3 separate regions of the Sus scrofa genome follow, and all the other regions are linked to region 2. Evidence: chromatin contacts called from public Hi-C and HiChIP or PLAC-seq data. All regions are on one chromosome and are shown on one strand. The core of a region is the stretch at or near the end of the contact, and the rest is flanking DNA. Distances in the headings are between cores, read along the strand shown.

What was found. A called contact is a pair of places that touch in the nucleus more often than the background predicts. HiChIP or PLAC-seq counts read pairs in DNA pulled down with a chosen protein or histone mark.
Region 1: a Hi-C map of heart right ventricle shows a contact between it and region 2, with 4 times the contacts expected there. The contact joins the promoter of RPN1 here to the promoter of MCM2 in region 2. A contact is called at or near these places in 1 of 47 Hi-C or Micro-C datasets (heart right ventricle) and 1 of 2 datasets of contacts at active chromatin or transcription factors (alveolar macrophages).
Region 3: an H3K27ac HiChIP or PLAC-seq map of alveolar macrophages shows a contact between it and region 2. The contact joins the promoter of DNAJC13 here to the promoter of MCM2 in region 2. A contact is called at or near these places in 1 of 5 promoter capture datasets (liver) and 1 of 2 datasets of contacts at active chromatin or transcription factors (alveolar macrophages).

What each region holds. Positions count from the first base shown.
Region 1 is chr13:71,891,339-71,894,038 of Sscrofa11.1, reverse strand. It overlaps RPN1 (ribophorin I), which reads right to left and starts at 1,439. Exons shown (of 10, transcript NM_214333.1): 1 at 1,168-1,439. The coding sequence starts at 1,431.
Region 2 is chr13:72,649,865-72,652,564 of Sscrofa11.1, reverse strand. MCM2 (DNA replication licensing factor MCM2) reads left to right here and starts at 1,295. Exons shown (of 16, transcript XM_003483239.4): 1 at 1,295-2,003; 2 at 2,635-2,700. The coding sequence starts at 1,998.
Region 3 is chr13:73,572,477-73,575,176 of Sscrofa11.1, reverse strand. It overlaps DNAJC13 (dnaJ homolog subfamily C member 13), which reads right to left and starts at 1,290. Exons shown (of 57, transcript XM_021069457.1): 1 at 807-1,290.

The DNA of each region.
Region 1 (2,700 bases), core at 190-2,689, 760 kb after region 2:
TTAAAATTATCGCTGTTATGCTTCCCTCTGAGATAGGGGCAAGGAAGCACATACATCCATTTAACGTTTCTCTCTTGGACTACAAACTAAAAAATGACTCTGAGCAAAGCTGGTGATGAGACTGCAGGTTTTATACTCCAACAGAACCCTACCTTTGAACCAACTAGTCCAGAAGAGACAACATGAGACAGTGAAGAACATACAGAGTCTTAAACCAAAGCTCAACTCTTTGTTCGAAGACCTCACATAGTGGGTTATACAGCTTCCCCTCCCAGACTTCAGACTCCTCAGGTGCACTAACAGTATACCTCAAAGGGCTACCATGAGAGTTAAATGAGGATGTACTTAAAATATCTACCATAGTACCTGACATAAAGTCTCAATAAGGCACCAGTACAATAACCCAGCCTGTAAGACTCTCCAGCATGAAGGCCAGATAGTAATCCTGTGGCAACCTCACTAAATCAGCACTAGCTTTTATAAAAGAATGCGATTGAACCTTCAAAACATTCAAATGAAGTTTTAATCTTTCCACAAACCTTTAAGCAAAACTGTGTTTCAAATTTTAGACAAGGCATGAAAGGTACAGGAGTCATTTCAGAAGCATAATCTCTGTAAAGGTAGCTTTGTATCTCCAAACTCAGTCAGACAGAGGCGTGCTTGGAAGAAACACGACACTGTAATGACTATTCTCCCAACCAATAACTGGGTAATGACTTAATGGCTGCTATTTAATGAAAGCAGTAATAAAAAGCAAACCTCTGCATAGGTATATTCTCTCTATTCCCAAAGCCAACAGCTTCCTCAAGAGGCGTGAAACTGATTAGGCAAACTTGGGAGCCATTTACTGCTTCAGCGTGAGAATGACAACCGGTCTAGGGGGAGAGAACCGGACTTCACTTTCTGTACTGTATTACTTGTATGACTCTTTCAACTAAAAGAAATAAACCCTTTAAAGAGTTAAATCGCGACCAAAAGAAATGCGTTACATTAACAACGGTTTCAAACGATTCAGACGTGAAGCAGGGGACATGCTGCTCCATTTCCGATCGCACTGGACAGAGTCCACCCTCGCTCGCCAATCGCGCTCCGGCCCGGCCAGCAGCACCCCAAGCCCCGCCCGCCGGCCTGTGCTGACGTGTCCCCGCCGCCTCGGCCCCAGCTCACCTGCACGCCGAGGTGCGCCAAGCGGGCCTCCAGCTCGGGCTCCAGGGCTAGTAGGAAGGAGGCGGCGCGGGGCGAGGAGCTGCTGCCCGCGTGCGCCAGGACCACCTCGGCCGTCACCTTAGCCAGGTGGCTGCTCAGATCCACCGTGCGCTTCACGTCCTCGTTGACCAGCGGCAGCGCCTCGGGGGAGGCGCGGCCCGGCGCCGGGGCCCAGGCCCAGAGCAACAGCAGCAGCGGTAGCAGGCAGACTGCGGGCGCCTCCATGGCCGGGATGGAGCTGAGCCTCAGGCCGCCCGCCAGCCCGCCCCTGCGCCCCGCCTCCGCCACGACGCAGTTGACCATTGGGTCCGCCAGCATCCCAAGATGGCGGCGCCCAGGGCTGAGGACCCCCTTCTCCAGGGCAACAGGCGACCCGCCGGGCGCCTGCCTGCGCGCGCACTCCCGATCTATTCTCGCGGGAAGGAGCCCTGGCACTCCGCCTCTCCCGCCACCCTCCGACTCCCCACCGAGACGGTGGCTTTTCTGCTTCCTGATGGGGTAGAATATAGCCCTAACGGAGAACGTAAAAGCTTTAGCAAAAATTTAAGCAGAAACAGGACATCTGCACAGTCTCAAAGTATCTCCCCTACAATACTTAGTAATTACAAAGGGGTAAATAGTAAATTGATATTCCAGAATCCTGGCAGACACCACCTTGACCAAGGTTAACATCACCGACCGAAGGACGTAGTGACGTCACGTACCACACCCAGAAGGGCACCTCACTCCTGCGATACTGCCCACAGAACTGAAAATGCACCTCAGGGAGACCACAAGAAACATAGGACAAACCAAAAGCACCTTGTCTTTATCCCAGTGACGCCCGTTTCCGACTTCTATCCTAGGAAACTATAGATTTAAGTTGGTGTTATTTTAAGCCACTGAGTTTGCAGTAATTTGTTACAGCATCAATAAGGAACTTATACAGAAGTTTTGCTCTGCTGGGCAGGGACGTTGTCTAGACTGTTCGTCCCAGGACCTCAGCATGTGGGGCATAGTGACCAGTTAGCACTGATTGGATGAATAAATGAATTTTTTATTATAAATGCTATTTACCCCTACTGTATAGATGAGTAAACACACAACAAAGTCAGTAAATGTCAGGTTGTTTGGAAACCTAGACTGACCCTGAACTGGAGCTCTTTGGACTACTCCAGGCTGTTGAATAAAACCCCAGATTTTCACAGACAAAAAGAAGCATTAGCTATCCCAATACGATCCTTATTTTCTGAAAGTGAAATACAAGTCCAGGGAGGGTAATTTATCCAAAGATACACAGCTATTTAAGAGCAAAGCTGGGGCTAGAAACCTGATTTCCTAACTCCCCATCACCCATGCCAGGATGGATAGTGTCAAACATCTAACAGTCACTATTAAAATGCTGTACAAGGAAGTTGTTTTGGCAATAGCCAGGTGCAAATCTAGGGCCATCCACCAAACCTGAAATGAATGAACCATTTTGATTTTTTTCCACTAAGTGACAATTGTACAGCA
Region 2 (2,700 bases), core at 46-2,545:
CATGCTCAACATAGCCAGAAGCAAGCACATCCTTCCTTCCTTCCTTTCCTTCCTTCCTTTTCCTTTTTTTCTTTTTTTTTTTTTTTTTTTTTTTTTTTTTTTGCTTTTTAGGGCTATACCTGTGGCATATGGAAGTTCCCAGGCCAGGGTCGACTTGGAGCTTTAGCTGCAGGCCTACACCACAGTCACAGCAATGTGGGATCTGAGCTGTGTCTGTGACCTACACCACAGCTCATGGCAACACCGGATCCTTAACCCACTGAGCAAGGACAGAGATGGAACCTGCATCCTCATGGATACTAGTCAGATTCATTACTGCTGAGCCACGACGGGAACTCCCAAGCGCATCCTCTTTCCTCTCAAACTAACTTGTCCTCCTCCTGCATTCCCCATCTCAGGCGGCACCATCACCCACCTAGTCTCCTAAGCCAGAATCTGCTGTCATCTGGGGTGCCTCCCTTCTGCTGGCCTCAACCAATAGACTCCATCTCCTGAATGCCCACTCCTTATCCTCATTTCTGCCCCTACCCTGGGTCCCATCCAGAGAGTTGCCCAGCACACAAAAGTGCCTGGCAAGAGAGCTGAGATCCATTCCTGTCTGCTCACCTGCCCTAGCCCTAGCTTCCTGACCTGGAGGAAGAATCACAGCACAATCTTCCCTCTGTATCCTTGGGGGATTGACCTCAAGCTACGTGCAGACACCAAAATTCAAGGTTGCTCAAGTCCCTTATACAAAATGGCTGGTATTTCCATATAACCTTGGAATATCCTCCTGTATACTGCCATTTATAGACTACTTATACTACCCAATATAATGTAAATATTATGCAAATAGGGATAAACACACTATAAATACTATGTAAACTGTTACGTGCATACACATCAAGCTTTGATTTTTGAAACTTTCTGGAAAAAAAATTTTTTGATCTTTTTTTAGGGCCACACCTGTGGCATATGGAGGTTTCCAGGTCCAATCAGAGCTGTAGCCACTGGCCTACACACCAGCCATAGCAATGCCAGATCTAAGCCACATCTGTGACCTACACCACAGCCCACAGCATCACCGGATCCTTAACCCAATCAGCGAGGCCAGGGATCAAACCCTCAACCTCATGGTTCCTAGTTGGATGCGTTTCCGCTGCACCACAAAGGGAAATTCTGGAAAATAAATGTAAAAATTTTCCAGCCACCCCTTGCTTGACTCTGTGGATGTAAAACCCCCCACCCCACCCCTACCCTGGCGGCAGCCTGAGGAATTCTCCTAAAACCCCACTGAGTCCTCTTCCCACCCTGCTCAACTCCTTCTGTGGCTCTTTTCTGCTCTCAGAGCGCTCCAGCTTCCTAGAAAGACTTGGCCATCTTTTGTGACTTGGGCTCTCCAACCTCAAATCCTGTCCCAGCATCACAAGCTTTTTAACTGGAACCAGGGAACTGCTTGCAGATCCCCATGGCGCTGTGCTCTCCACATCTCTGTCCACGAGGTTTTTTCTACCCGGACACCCCTCGCCCAGCATCCTGGCTCCCTTGGGAGGATAACCCCCATCAGAACATCACACGTGGCCTCCTGCAAACCCAGGCCTTTCGGTGGTTGAAGGATTCAGCCTGAGCTTCCGGAGAAGTTGACATACACAGTAAAAAGACCTCAGAAAACAAGCCTCTGAGCCTCCGTTGCCTCGTCTGTAACACAGGCCACAAAGGAGCCAAGCCACAGGGCGACCGAAGTCACGAAGCTGGCAGGTGGGGCTTCTTGCCACTCACCCTAGACAGCCGGAAACAGCTGAAGCTCCTACAGCTGAGCTGGTTCCTCAGCCCAGAGCGCAGGGTGGGCGTGGGCGGGGCCCAACTCTCGGGCCCGCCCCCGAGCTCCGCCTTGACGAAAATGGACGTTGACGTCATGACGTAGTGCTCCGCCAGACGCTTTCCCGGGCGTTGCGGTCACGTGGGCCATTTTCGCGCGAAAACTGGTTGTTCCCGGCGGAGCCGAGTGCGGTGCTGCAATGGCGGTGAGCGTGGCGCGGCGCGGCGCAGGGTCTGCCTTTCTCCCGGGCGGGAGTGCGGGGCGCGCCTCTCGCTCCCGGCCTGGTCTGCTCTCCGCTTGCGGTTGCCCCAGGCTAGGCGCGGAGTTAATTCTCCCGCTACTCCCGTGGCGCGGGTCTGCTGGTACTGCGGGCCCGCACTTGGGATCCCGCGCCCCGGCCCAGCCAGCTCTCTCGGGCCCTCCTTATCGTACTGGTTTTTGTCCGCAGTCTTGTCTACTGCCTGGCCCTCCAGCAATCTGAGTTTCAGACCTTTGAGGTGGCCGCACTCGTTATCCGTCTCCCACGGCAGCTTCTGGTGCACTGGGTGCTCAGATGGGTGGGAAGCGTGCTGGGGGAGGAGTCTTTGGTAAACAGGATCAGGTGAAAGATGAGGTGTTTTAGGAAGGGGTCCTTGAGTTGGTCGCCGCGTGGAGAAGCCATTGGCTCAGAGAAAGTTCCAGGCCGAGGGAATGGAAAGTGTTAAGTCTTAAGGCTGGATGGGTTTGTAGTGTTGGAGGACAGGGTCACTATGGAGAAGAAGGCCCTCTTGGTGAGGAGGGCCAGGGTACAGGAAGCTGGTTGGTCCTCACCACCTCCAACCCATCTCCTCTTGCAGGAATCATCTGAGTCCTTCACGGTGGCGTCCAGCCCTGCCCCGCGTCGCCGAGGCAGTGATCCTCTC
Region 3 (2,700 bases), core at 41-2,540, 920 kb before region 2:
GGGGGAGATATTTAATCCCCTCGGCCCGCAAGCAAATGATAATCTCAAGGCAAAAGCGGTTAACACCCTACAACATGGAGACAATTTAAGGGAAGGCACTCTTCCTAAGATTAGTAAGTGAAATTCGCCTTTAACAGCCACTTCACAGAGCGACTAAGTCTTACTTCACCCGCTCCAAAGGCCGCATTCAGAGCAAAATCACAGCAGCGGAGCAAAGGCCACTGTGAAAAAGCTACCTTCTAAGAGGGAAAAGCCTCAGTGGAAAAAGTTCATTTTGGAAAAGGGAGGGACTGGAGAAGAAACGACGCGGATGCTCATTTCCCAGGAAAACGAAACAAAGTAAGCAAAGTCAAAGCCAGCGCAGGACGTGGGAGGAAGGAGGGTCGCTGACCCAAAGAAACAAGAGTTGCCGGCATCCAGCAGGAAGAGGGCTCCAACTAGGAGGCTGGACGGGAATCCCGAGGGCGGAGCCCAAGGGGAATAAGGGCTGTGTGGGGTTAAGGATGTGCACAGGGGAGTGGGAACCAGGGTGGGTAGAAAACCAAAAAGCAAGGCAAAAAGAGGGGTGGGGCTCAACAAGGCAGGGCCCTGGGGGAATGTCAGAGCCGGTAGGGGCGGGGGAGGGGGTCCGACGAGAGGAACCAGACGAGCAGCCTTGGGGGGAAGGTAATCTGCTCTCCTTAACTGCTGGAGGCTGCGGCAGCCCAGACACCACCCTCTTCTTCCTGCCCTTCGTCCCCCAAGTCCCCGCGGCGTGGTGAGGGGTTAAAGCATAGCTCCCGATTCTGGTGCCCAGAGTGATTTACCTTCGCAGGAGGCTGGAGAGGCTCCAGCCCAAGCTCCTCCCGCCGTCGGCTCAGCGTCCAAAGTGGGATGAGGTGCCCTCCGACCTTCTCCCTCTCACCACTTCCCCTTTCCCCCGCCGGGGCCCTGTAGCTCCGCTACCGCGGGTTTCTGGTGCCGCGGCGGCGCCGCTTCCCCGCCCCCTCCGCCTCCTCCCTCTGCCTCTCAGAGGTTCGCTCTGGAGGCCGCCATCTTCGCTCAGGCTTTGAGCAACCGCTCTCCAGTACGCCTGCGTCGCCCCCGCCCAGGCTGTCACGAGACTTGGTCAGCTGCTTTCAATTCTTCCGCTTTCTGCTCCGCCCTCCTGCATGTATTTCCCCGTCCTCCCGGTCCTATTTGTCCGCTTTCCCTGAAATTCCGCGTTCAGACAGCTTGTCCGCCCGCCCGCCTCACGCAACGAAGTTAGACTCAGGCAGTGACGAAATTGGCTGTGGGATCCGGGGTCCACGCAGCGCTTGAAGGGAACCCGCCCCCAGACGCGTGCTGAGGAGGCCACGCCCCTCAGCGTGAGGCTCTGAGTCCCGCCCAGTGGTCGTTTTCAGGCTGGGGTTTTGCGCTCTTAATCAGCGCAAAGTCTTGTTATAAAGCATTTACCCAGTCGGGTCTTTGACCTTCCTGGGACAGTCTATACATGGTTTGGCTGGATTGCGAGCCACTTACTATTGAGACTCCCAGAAGATAACTGAAAAGAGTTTAAATTTCGGGTTGGTGTGGGAGGTTACAGAGAGGGGAATAGTGACTTTTGCTAGTGGGAGTGCCAGAAAAATAATACTGATAGCTCCCATTTATTGTTCGCTGAGCACGTGTCAAGGGGTTATTTAGTTAATCCTCAACTCTGTCAAGTAGGAATTAGCCTTGTTTTGCAGGTAAACTGAGGCCCCCTCCACAGTAGTGGGCCTAAGCCATCTGACCACAGCCGGTACAATCTTCCTTAAGGTGGAGGCTTAGGATGGGAACAAAGTTAGAGAAAAGAGGCAATAGAATATGTTACCTGTGGGTAAGGGTTTATTTAAGGAAGTCTTCACTCCCAGATCTCTAAAGATCACAATTCAAAAATAAGTGATTCTGTTGCAAACTTCAAAAGCCAAGTGGTGTGGGTGGCTTGTAAGGATTGATTATTTTATGAGGGCTAAAGGCCTCTAATAAGAGATTTAATATTCTGCACAGCAATCTTGAAGTTTTCTTTGGAGTTCCTTTCAGTCGTTTTTTAGAGATGGCACTTGCTGGATGAAAAATGTAGACAGTGCCTCTTATAGATTTTGCTTTCTGACTCAACTGTTGACCCTTCTGCCTACCTTGGGGTAGAAAAGGACTGAATTTATCCTTCCATTAGGCTTTCCTGTACTGCAGCAGTGAGATAAGCTAGTAGTACCACAAATAGTTGGGTGTGGGAAGACTGTTACTGAACCAAAGTTGGATCCACTTACGCTGTGCAGTAGAGCCAAAATACTGACACCAGGTTGTGGTTTAAAAAAAAAAAAAAAAAAAGTGCAGCATTTATTGCACGCATGGAACAAGCAGTGCAGGCAACTTATGCTCAAAAGACCCAAGATCCCCTATGGCTTTCAGGGAAAGGTTTTTAAAGACAGGGTGAGGGAGAGGTTTGCTGCTCAGGGACATTCTTCTGATTGATTGGTGGTGAGGTAACCAGGAATGGACATCATCAACCTTCTGGTTCCAATTGATTTGGGTCTGTTTGCCTGTGGGCAGTCTATAATTAACTTCTTCCACCTGGTGGGGGTTTCAGTATCCACAAAACAGCTCAAAGGATATGGCTCAGAAGATCATCCATAGCCCTTGAGGAGGAACTAAAGGTCCTTGACTTTGTTTAATGGATACACTATCATTATTTAGTCT